2 separate regions of the Lactuca sativa genome follow, and region 2 is linked to region 1. A link is a contact called in public Hi-C data. All regions are on one chromosome and are shown on one strand. Each heading gives the region's core, a stretch centred on a gene start, on an enhancer-like site or on the middle of the called end of the contact. The rest is flanking DNA. Distances are from core to core; before and after follow the strand shown. Region 1 holds the start of LOC111908885 (peptide deformylase 1A, chloroplastic). Region 2 holds the start of LOC111882115 (O-fucosyltransferase 13).

Evidence for each region. Hi-C and Micro-C count contacts between places; a contact is called where the count stands out from the background.
Region 2: a Hi-C map of leaf shows a contact between it and region 1, with 9 times the contacts expected there. The contact joins the promoter of LOC111882115 here to the promoter of LOC111908885 in region 1. A contact is called at or near these places in 4 of 4 Hi-C or Micro-C datasets (bud, leaf and seed).

What each region holds. Positions count from the first base shown.
Region 1 is chr4:190,380,411-190,384,807 of Lsat_Salinas_v11, forward strand. LOC111908885 (peptide deformylase 1A, chloroplastic) reads right to left here and starts at 2,123. Exons shown (of 4, transcript XM_023904684.3): 1 at 1,499-2,123; 2 at 1,258-1,347; 3 at 1,104-1,171; 4 at 621-1,023. The coding sequence starts at 2,005. The coding sequence ends at 783.
Region 2 is chr4:191,080,777-191,085,173 of Lsat_Salinas_v11, forward strand. It overlaps LOC111882115 (O-fucosyltransferase 13), which reads left to right and starts at 2,121. Exons shown (of 6, transcript XM_023878479.3): 1 at 2,121-2,445; 2 at 2,536-2,615; 3 at 2,715-2,785; 4 at 2,893-2,981; 5 at 3,068-3,289; 6 at 3,362-4,234. The coding sequence starts at 2,321. The coding sequence ends at 4,100.

The DNA.
Region 1 (4,397 bases), core at 873-3,372:
ACATATTTTATACACATACACACAAAAAAATAAAAAATAAATAAAATAAAAAGGAAAAAACCTATTCCAAAACGACTGTCCAAGTACTACTTCGGTGTTCTAAAAACCTCTCCTGAATGTTAACAACATACATCTAATCTCTTGTAAGCTCGATTTGTTCCCTCTTAATGGTTCCATTAGATTGAGGAGTTCGAAATAAAATGTTGCGAGTTATTTATTACTTGTCACAAAAGCTACTAATTGCATTACATTCTTAAGTTCTCTACCACCGTCTACATGAATAGATATTGATCATACATCCTTCTTGTTTTTTAATTCGTTTACCCAACACCTTTAAATTTTTCGATGCTACATATTTATGTTTTTTTCAAGTTCAAACGTGCCAAAAATGATCAACAATCACTAGACTCTAAAAATTCCTAACACTCTTTTGGTTAAAAGCATTATTTTGGCGACAAACTTGCTTGTCTACACATCAAACATCACAAAAACATCTTTTCATACAACCCGCTTATAAAATTAAAATTAAATTATAAAGCAATATGTTACATTTTACAACCTAAATCGATAAATAAATAAATAAATAAAAAAAAAACACAACCGATATTTCAAAGTTACTCTTTTCCCCACAAGGCTATCATGTTAGATATAAATAAGATACAACCCACATAAAGAGCCAAATCCACATCAGATTAAAACTCCTACAATGCAAGTATATTCAAAAGTCTCATTTGAAAGAGCATAAATCTACTACAACATCTTGAAACCACAACCACAAAATGCTATCGAACACCCAATTTAGGGCATCCATTAGCAAGAGGCAAGTCCAAGTTCTCAATGGTCCTAAATGTTCTTTTCACCATTTTGTCGACATACAAAGTTCCCTCTAAATGATCACATTCATGTTGTAAAATACGAGCCTTCCATCCACATGCATCCACCTTCATGGGCTTCCCATCTCGACCTAAACCCCTTACCTCCACCTCTACAAACCTTTCCACCATTGCTCTATATCCATCAACACTGCAAAAATCATGCCATCAACAAAGAATCATCACCATTTCCTATGTGTTTCATTGTTCAATTACTCAAATCCAACTTACCTTAAGCAGCCTTCGTAAAAGAATGCAGATTTGTTGCTCTTCTTTCTAAGTATTGGGTTTAAAATAACCTAATTTTTCAAGAATACAGTTAGAAAAATTTGGATTCATAAGGTAAGATTTTGGAATACTCAAATTTGTTGGTGAATTGGGATACCAAAAGATCAAAAGGACGTCTGTCTTGTGCCTTGTTCTCTTCCTCTGGTGCATGAGCGATGTATTCTTTAAGATCCTCTAACACAATAATCTGATCATGAATCAATTTTTGGTTACAGAAGAAAGATAAAGGTGTAAATTGGCATTAATTTTGCTTAAAATATGAATTCAAAAGCCAAATAGGAATGGAAATTCTATAAAATGATCATTGGAAAACTGGAATTTCGATTAAAAAAACTGACTTTTAAAGGAATACCAATTTGGGGAGCAGCAAGGCCAACCCCAGGTCGTCTTCTCATGACCTGCACCATATCATCAATAATCTTCTGGATACGATCCGACCCGATTTCTTCAAGCGAGACTTCTCGAGCGGGTTGGTGAAGAGCCGGGTCACCGGCTTTCACGATACAGGGCAAATCTATAACCTTCTTCTTCTTCACCAACCCGCCTAACCAACTTGATGGATTTATAACAGTGGAAGGAGAGCTGAAACCTCTACTAGCCGTGATGAAGTTGGCGTTAAAGGCGGGGTTGGAGGAAGGAAATCCAGGGTTTGAAATGGGTTTATTTTGGGATTGGACAATTAGGGTTCTAATGTGGAGAAACGATGTGGTTCTGCCGAGCCTCAAGCATTCACCGGTGAGTGGCTTCGATGGGAGACGTTGCGACAGCCGTCGCATTACCTTCATCACCATTGATTGATTAGCAATTCCATTCTGGCATCGTCGCATTTTCATTAACCGGATCATACATTTGGGCCTAAATGATTTAACCCAAGATCTCTAATAGACAAATCCAATTACTCATTTTTGGGTGGATATAGCTTTTGGATCGGTTTGATTCGAAAATAATTTCTTGGCATCTCTGATAGTACAAAGGGTTAAACTCGGTCTTAGGAAACCTCTAAAATCTTGTATAATTAACAAATTGAAGAAATAATTGATGAAACCAATAGTTTTTTACTATATAAAAATCGGGTTTTTATAGGTTTGCAAACTGGTTTCTAGACCGGTGTTTCAAACCGGTACCAAATGCAAAATACTCAAACCGGTACATTGACTCTAAATTGGTTGATGTCATTTCCTTTGTTTAAATATTGATAGTTTTGATTTTGATTAACCAACGTCCAAAGTTTACATCTAGTGTGCTTTATATCATGCTTTAAACTTTCATATGAGAAAACATAGTCATGTGGTCATGAAACAATTAGTTATTCGATACGTAAGTTATAAAATAATTTTCTTATCCATAAGCCATGGAAGTTATGTGATAATTAAATTTTTATAAATCTAACCGGCCATAAAAAATGAGAAAGTTACAAATTTAACTAATTTTCTAATGCCTTTTCAAAGCCAAAATCCTACTTTTTTTTTTTTTTTTTTTTTTTTTTTTTAAATAGTCACATATACCTAGTCTCACCTACGATCTCATATAAGTTAGTTGCGATTTGTGGTTAATGGACTGTGATTTAAGCCTAGTTTCAGCCCATGGTCCGAAAATAATGTGTATGTATAATTTTTTTTTTTCCAAATCACATATGGCTGAGGTCGATTTGTGGTTTCTTTTACTTTTTATCTATCCTAATACATAACAATATTTTGTTACATATCATTTTTTCCTTTATTTTGTCACGTATCTATCTCTCATTCATTTTGCCACATGTCGTTCTTTCATTCAATTGGTCACATGTCATTTTATTATAATTTTGAGATATATATATTTATTTTCCACTTGTCATTTATTTTATTTTCATTTCCAATATATCATTAATTTAGTTTATATAAATTAAACCAACCATAATGACTATTAATTTTATATTTTAAATTTTAAATTTTAATTTCAAATTCAAATAAATTTGAAGTTTAAACGTTTTTGTTTAACATTGTATTATAATTATCATGTTTAGTACACGGGTATGATAATTAAACATATATTTTTAATTAATTTATCTTTTGCATGTTTTTTTTCTCATAATTTTCATTTATTTCAAATTTCAAATTCAAATAAACTTCTCATTTAATTGTTCATATTTAACATTTTGTTTTAATCAACTCGTATAATATACGAGGCTCACAACTAGTGTTACCAATAAAACATGTAAGTTTGACTACGATTTTGTTGATTTGGACTACGATTTCTGACATCTTTGACAATGATTTCAATTACTGTAACAATTGGTAATTTTAGGTTGAAAAATGTCAGACCAAACCACCGCAATAAATTGTTATATTATGAACTAAGAAATAATATGATGGAATGGAAAAGTATATATATGACATTAAAATTTATAAGCAATTGCCAAATATCCCAACTTACTAAAAATCTTGTCTAACGATTAGGAAATTTACGAATATGGTAATATGACACGTGAAGTGAAGATTAATTTTGAGTGGGTAAAACAACACTAATGTGATGCTACTAACCACTTGTTTAATTAAATTACCTTCATTAGTTGGAACCACAAAGTTTTACTTTACCAACATAAAACCATACCTATATTAATAGCTATACTTGGATACACCACCTAGAAAACCTCATACCTCATTTATCATAAAAACCAATAATATCATATAATACAAGAAATCAAGATGAAAATTAGTGGTGGTACCTCAAAGCCAATTTCTCTACATCGAGCATGTCTCAATTGTCACAACTAGATCATATAAGAACAAATTCATATAACTTCAAATAGCCAAAACACATGTTTCTTTTACAAACATTACAATTGAAAAGAACTTTTGCATGCAACTTGTACAACATAAACTATTGCCCACATCATATGAGACCGACATTACAAATTTATAACCATATAAATCTCATACATATTTTCCCTTGAGGCACCCCAAAAACTCACGTAAGCAATCACCTCTTCTACGTTTCTTTGCTAATTTTGAGTTGAAAGTTAGAGACCATAAACCCATTTGTTGATCGCCCAAAATCTTCCTTAGTACCGGTTTTAAAGGTGACACAAGAAGCCTTCCTAAAAACGAACAAGTCTCGGGTTTAGATCACGCAATAAAGGTGAGTCTTTATGGCCTTATTTTCTTTAAGTTTTATAAACATTTGGGGGGAGATACATACATGTCTTGCATGCTAAATATGAAATTTTATTATTATTAATTGATACATATTTAACATTAT
Region 2 (4,397 bases), core at 871-3,370, 700 kb after region 1:
TCTTGGACTCGGCGAGTCGGATCACGAGTTAGTTCTATAGTCCCGAGTAGTGAGTTAAGGGTGACTCAGTGAGTGGGAAGAGGGACTTGGCGAGTGAGTTAGTAGGAGAAGGACTCGGCGAGTCTGTGCCACGACTCGGCGAGTCCAGTCAACTGGAAGTTGACTTTGACCAAGGAGTTGACCTTGGAGCAGGGGTGGGTCAGTCAATTGACCTAAGGGTATTTATGAGTGGCTAATCTATGTTTATGGATTTGTAGCCAGAGGATTACCGGTACAGCCGCCAGACGTCTAGCAGTCAGACTTTCGGTAGCTACGTTACGAGGTGAGTTTCCTTCCAGTAGTAACGAGTCTAAGGCACCAAGGCCGACCCGTATAGACGATATGTTAGTGCCGGAGTGTGGGCAGGGCCCGTATCTCATAGTTGAGGTTGATTATGATATATGCCAGTATGATAGAATTGTTTATACTCGTTGTCTATGTGATACTTGTATGTTATGGTAGCAGCTGAGTGTGGGAGAGGCTCGTATCTCTCAGATAGGGGAGTGTGGGCGAGGCCCGTATCTCTCAGATAGGGGAGTGTGGGCGAGGCCCGTATCTCCCAGATAGCGGAGTGTGGGCAAGGCCCGTATCTCCCAGCTAGCGGAGTGTGGGCGAGGCCCGTATCTTCATGAGTGTAGGCAAGGCCCGTATCTCCTAGTTGTTCATTGTATGTTTGTATGGTATGAGGTATTATGGGGAAACTCACTAAGCTTCGTGCTTACGGTTTACAGTTTTGTTTTCAGGGGTACCTCTTCTTCAAGAGGGAAGGAGCTGGCGCGGTCGCGACATATCATACACGCACCTTGTTTTCCGCACCATGAGTCATTCTGGGATTTTGTACTCTGATATTTGATTGTTTTTCATGTTTCGGTTTTCAGACACGATGTATGTTATGAAATGGTTTGACCAGACAACGTTTTAATTACAACCGTTTTCTAAAGTACTGATTTAAAAAGAAAATTTTTAGACGTGAAATTTGGGTCGTTACATTGAACATAGTGTTACGGGTTCCTTTATCTTTCGATTCTTGAAGCTCTTCAAGATCGACTTGCCTCCCACTATCCCCTTGGATTATGAGTTCTCATTCTCGGAAAACCCCTCTCCTCGCAACGAAGACAACATTGTCACCTGGTTTATAGAAGAGATAACCAAATGACTTCTGCGGGTAGCCGATGAAAATACATCGCTCATTACGATGTTCGAGCTTGTCGTGAGTCTCTTGTATTACGAAAGCCTCGCAACTCATAACCTTGATATGTGACAACGAGGGAGCTTTCCCTGTCCACATCTCGTGAGGTGTTTTGACAACCTTTTTTGTATGGACTAAGTTAAGGATATGGGCAGCGGTGTCTAAGGCATACCTCCAGAATGAGATAGGTAGCGAAACACGACTCATCATAGAACGAACCATGTCTAGCAAGGTTCGATTATGCCTCTCACCCACACCATTCAACTGTGGTGTCCACATATATGTTCACAATTAATTGATTTATTCTTCTTTTGTGTTTTTTCCTTGTTAGGGTCTTCCATATATTATCATATGATATGTAGAACTATTGCTTTTGACCCTATGCACATGAATTTCTTTTATTTTTAATCATCCAAATTGTTTGTTGAAATGCATATATATATTCCTTTTGTTGTCCTTAAACTTCTATTTCTCTTTTTTGTTATACACATAATATAGATAATTATGTATATTATGTGTCTTGATGAAGCTCTCTTTAGCTATATATATATATATATATATATATATATATATATATATATATATATATATATATATATATATATATATATATATATATATATATATATATATATATATATTTTGAACCTTTGTTGCTGTCATAGATAAGCATATAGTATATATGTTGAACCTTTGTTGCTGCCATTGTATTTTTTTCCGTATGTGTTCATTTTGAAATTAAGTATCTAAGATGTACCATCAAACAACATAATAAAATGGTTATTTTTCATCGGTAATTCTGTTAGATATATAATCTTATTCCATCAAAATTTCTTTGTCCGCAGCACCGTCAAAATGACTTATTTTTATTTACCTTATTTATTATCTAACCGTCCAATTTCACAATTCATATCCAATTACATACGCCCCCCAGATTTGAGATCCTGCAGTGCAGCGCACAATCGCCAAACTCCCATATGATATCTTGCACAGAATCCAGATCCTTTCCTCTTTCTTGTTTCAACACCGTTTTCGCCATTGAAACCTCGAATCCTATTGTGGCTGCAAGAATTTGATCCGTATACGTATCAGATGTTAACACTTTTTGCGAAGAAACCCCTCGTCACTCTCGTTTTCTTCACAATCATCCTATTGTTCGCGGTGATCTCTCTGTCTCCATCTTCACCTTTTTCCCAGATCCCTCTCTATTCCGCCATGTAAGTTCACAAATCCTCCTTCGTATTGCTTTCAGTTTCTGGTAAATTGCTTTAACTGATTTCGGATCTATCCGAATACTCGATTTGCAGCGGCGAATCCGATATATGGAGTGCTAAAAGGATTTTAGAATGGCGACCTTGTAAATGGTGGCTTCAAGGACATTTGACTGGTTAGTTTGTTTCCTAGTTTTTGTCGATTCTCATTCTCATTTCAATCTCTCCATCATTCAAAGGCTTAGAATAGATTGAACTACAGTGAAATACTGCAGCTCTGCCGGTAGAGACTAATGGTTACATTCGTGTGGATTGTTATGGCGGGCTTAATCAGATGAGGAGAGATGTAAGTACAGTTCAAACATTTACATTTTCATTTTGGCTAATCTTCTGATCAATACTTTTGAAGAAAGTTTTATCAAGTATCAACACACTGCTGTTTACTGTTTTCAGTTATGTGATGGTATTGGCATTGCAAGATTACTGAATGCAACTCTTGTTTTACCAAAATTCGAAGTGGCTGCATATTGGAATGAATCAAGGTACTTCCTCGTTACTTCATCTTGTTAAAAACTCAACCAAACCAAAACACCAACTTCATTGAAACCCTTGTGTGTTCCTTCTTCAGTGGTTTCACAGATGTATTCGATGTGGACTACTTCATCCAACAACTAAAAGGATTTATAAAAGTCGTGAAAGAACTTCCTGCAGAAATTGCATCAAAAGAACCTGTTCGAGTGGATTGCAGCAAACGCAAAGGCCAATTTGATTATATCGAGTCTGTTCTTCCCTCTCTATTAAAGCATCATTACATCTCCATCACACCTGCAATGAGCCAACGCCGTGATAGGTACTCAACTCAAACTATTTCAAAATATGGAGGAGGGCATTAATGTCATTTTACTGTCCTGAAATCTTGCAGGTTTCCTGTCTATGCAAAGGCGGCCCTTTGTCAAGGGTGTTACAGTGCACTCCGCCTAACAAACCCCTTGGAGACCAAAAGCTCAGAGCTTCTAGAAGCTATACCCAAACCCTTTCTCTCTCTTCACCTTCGTTTTGAACCCGATATGGTAGCTTACAGTCAATGCGAATACCAAGGTCTTTCTCCGGCATCCATGGCGGCAATAGAGGCGGCACGTGGCGGTGGTGATCGGAAACCATTCACCGGAGACACCGCGAGTGTTTGGAGAAACCGAGGAAAATGTCCACTCACTCCAAATGAAACTGCTTTGATTCTTCAATCTCTTTCAATCCCAACAAACACAAATATTTATTTAGCAGCTGGAGATGGAGTTATGGAGCTTGAAGGGTTGACTTCTGTTTACACGAATGTGATTACAAAATCGTCTGTTTTGAGTGGGGAAGAGTTGAAAGACATGCATGGGAATACGAAAGCTGCTCTTGATTATTATGTGTCGATTAATAGTGATGCTTATGTGGCGACTTATTTTGGTAATATGGATAAAATGGTGGCTGCTATGAGAGCTTATAAGGGTTTGTATAAAACGGTTTTTTTGAATAGGAAGGCTTTTGCTGAGTTTAGTTCTCAGGGGCTAAAAGGGAAAGAGTTGATGGAAGCTATGAGAAAGGCTCAGGAAGATGATTTTGTTATGGGGAAAGGCTCTGCTTTGCCTGATTGTTTTTGTGACTTCAAGTTATGATGTTTTTGTTTGATTTTTGTATCTCTATTTGTACCTTTGTCTTGTAGTTTTTTTTTCTTCAATTTCTAGTACCACTTTCTGCTTATTTATTTTCAAACTTTAGCATTTCATTTGAAAGTGTACCATTTTTATAATAGTTGTACATCGTTTTATTCCAATTAAGCACAACTTATTTACTGAAATGGTGTAAAGGAATAATATTATAACACTAACTTTTGCTTAATAATATAATTTGTAAAGTTGGTGTAAGAAAAAGATGAAAGACAAATTTGTAGAAAGCTAATAAACATAAAAGGT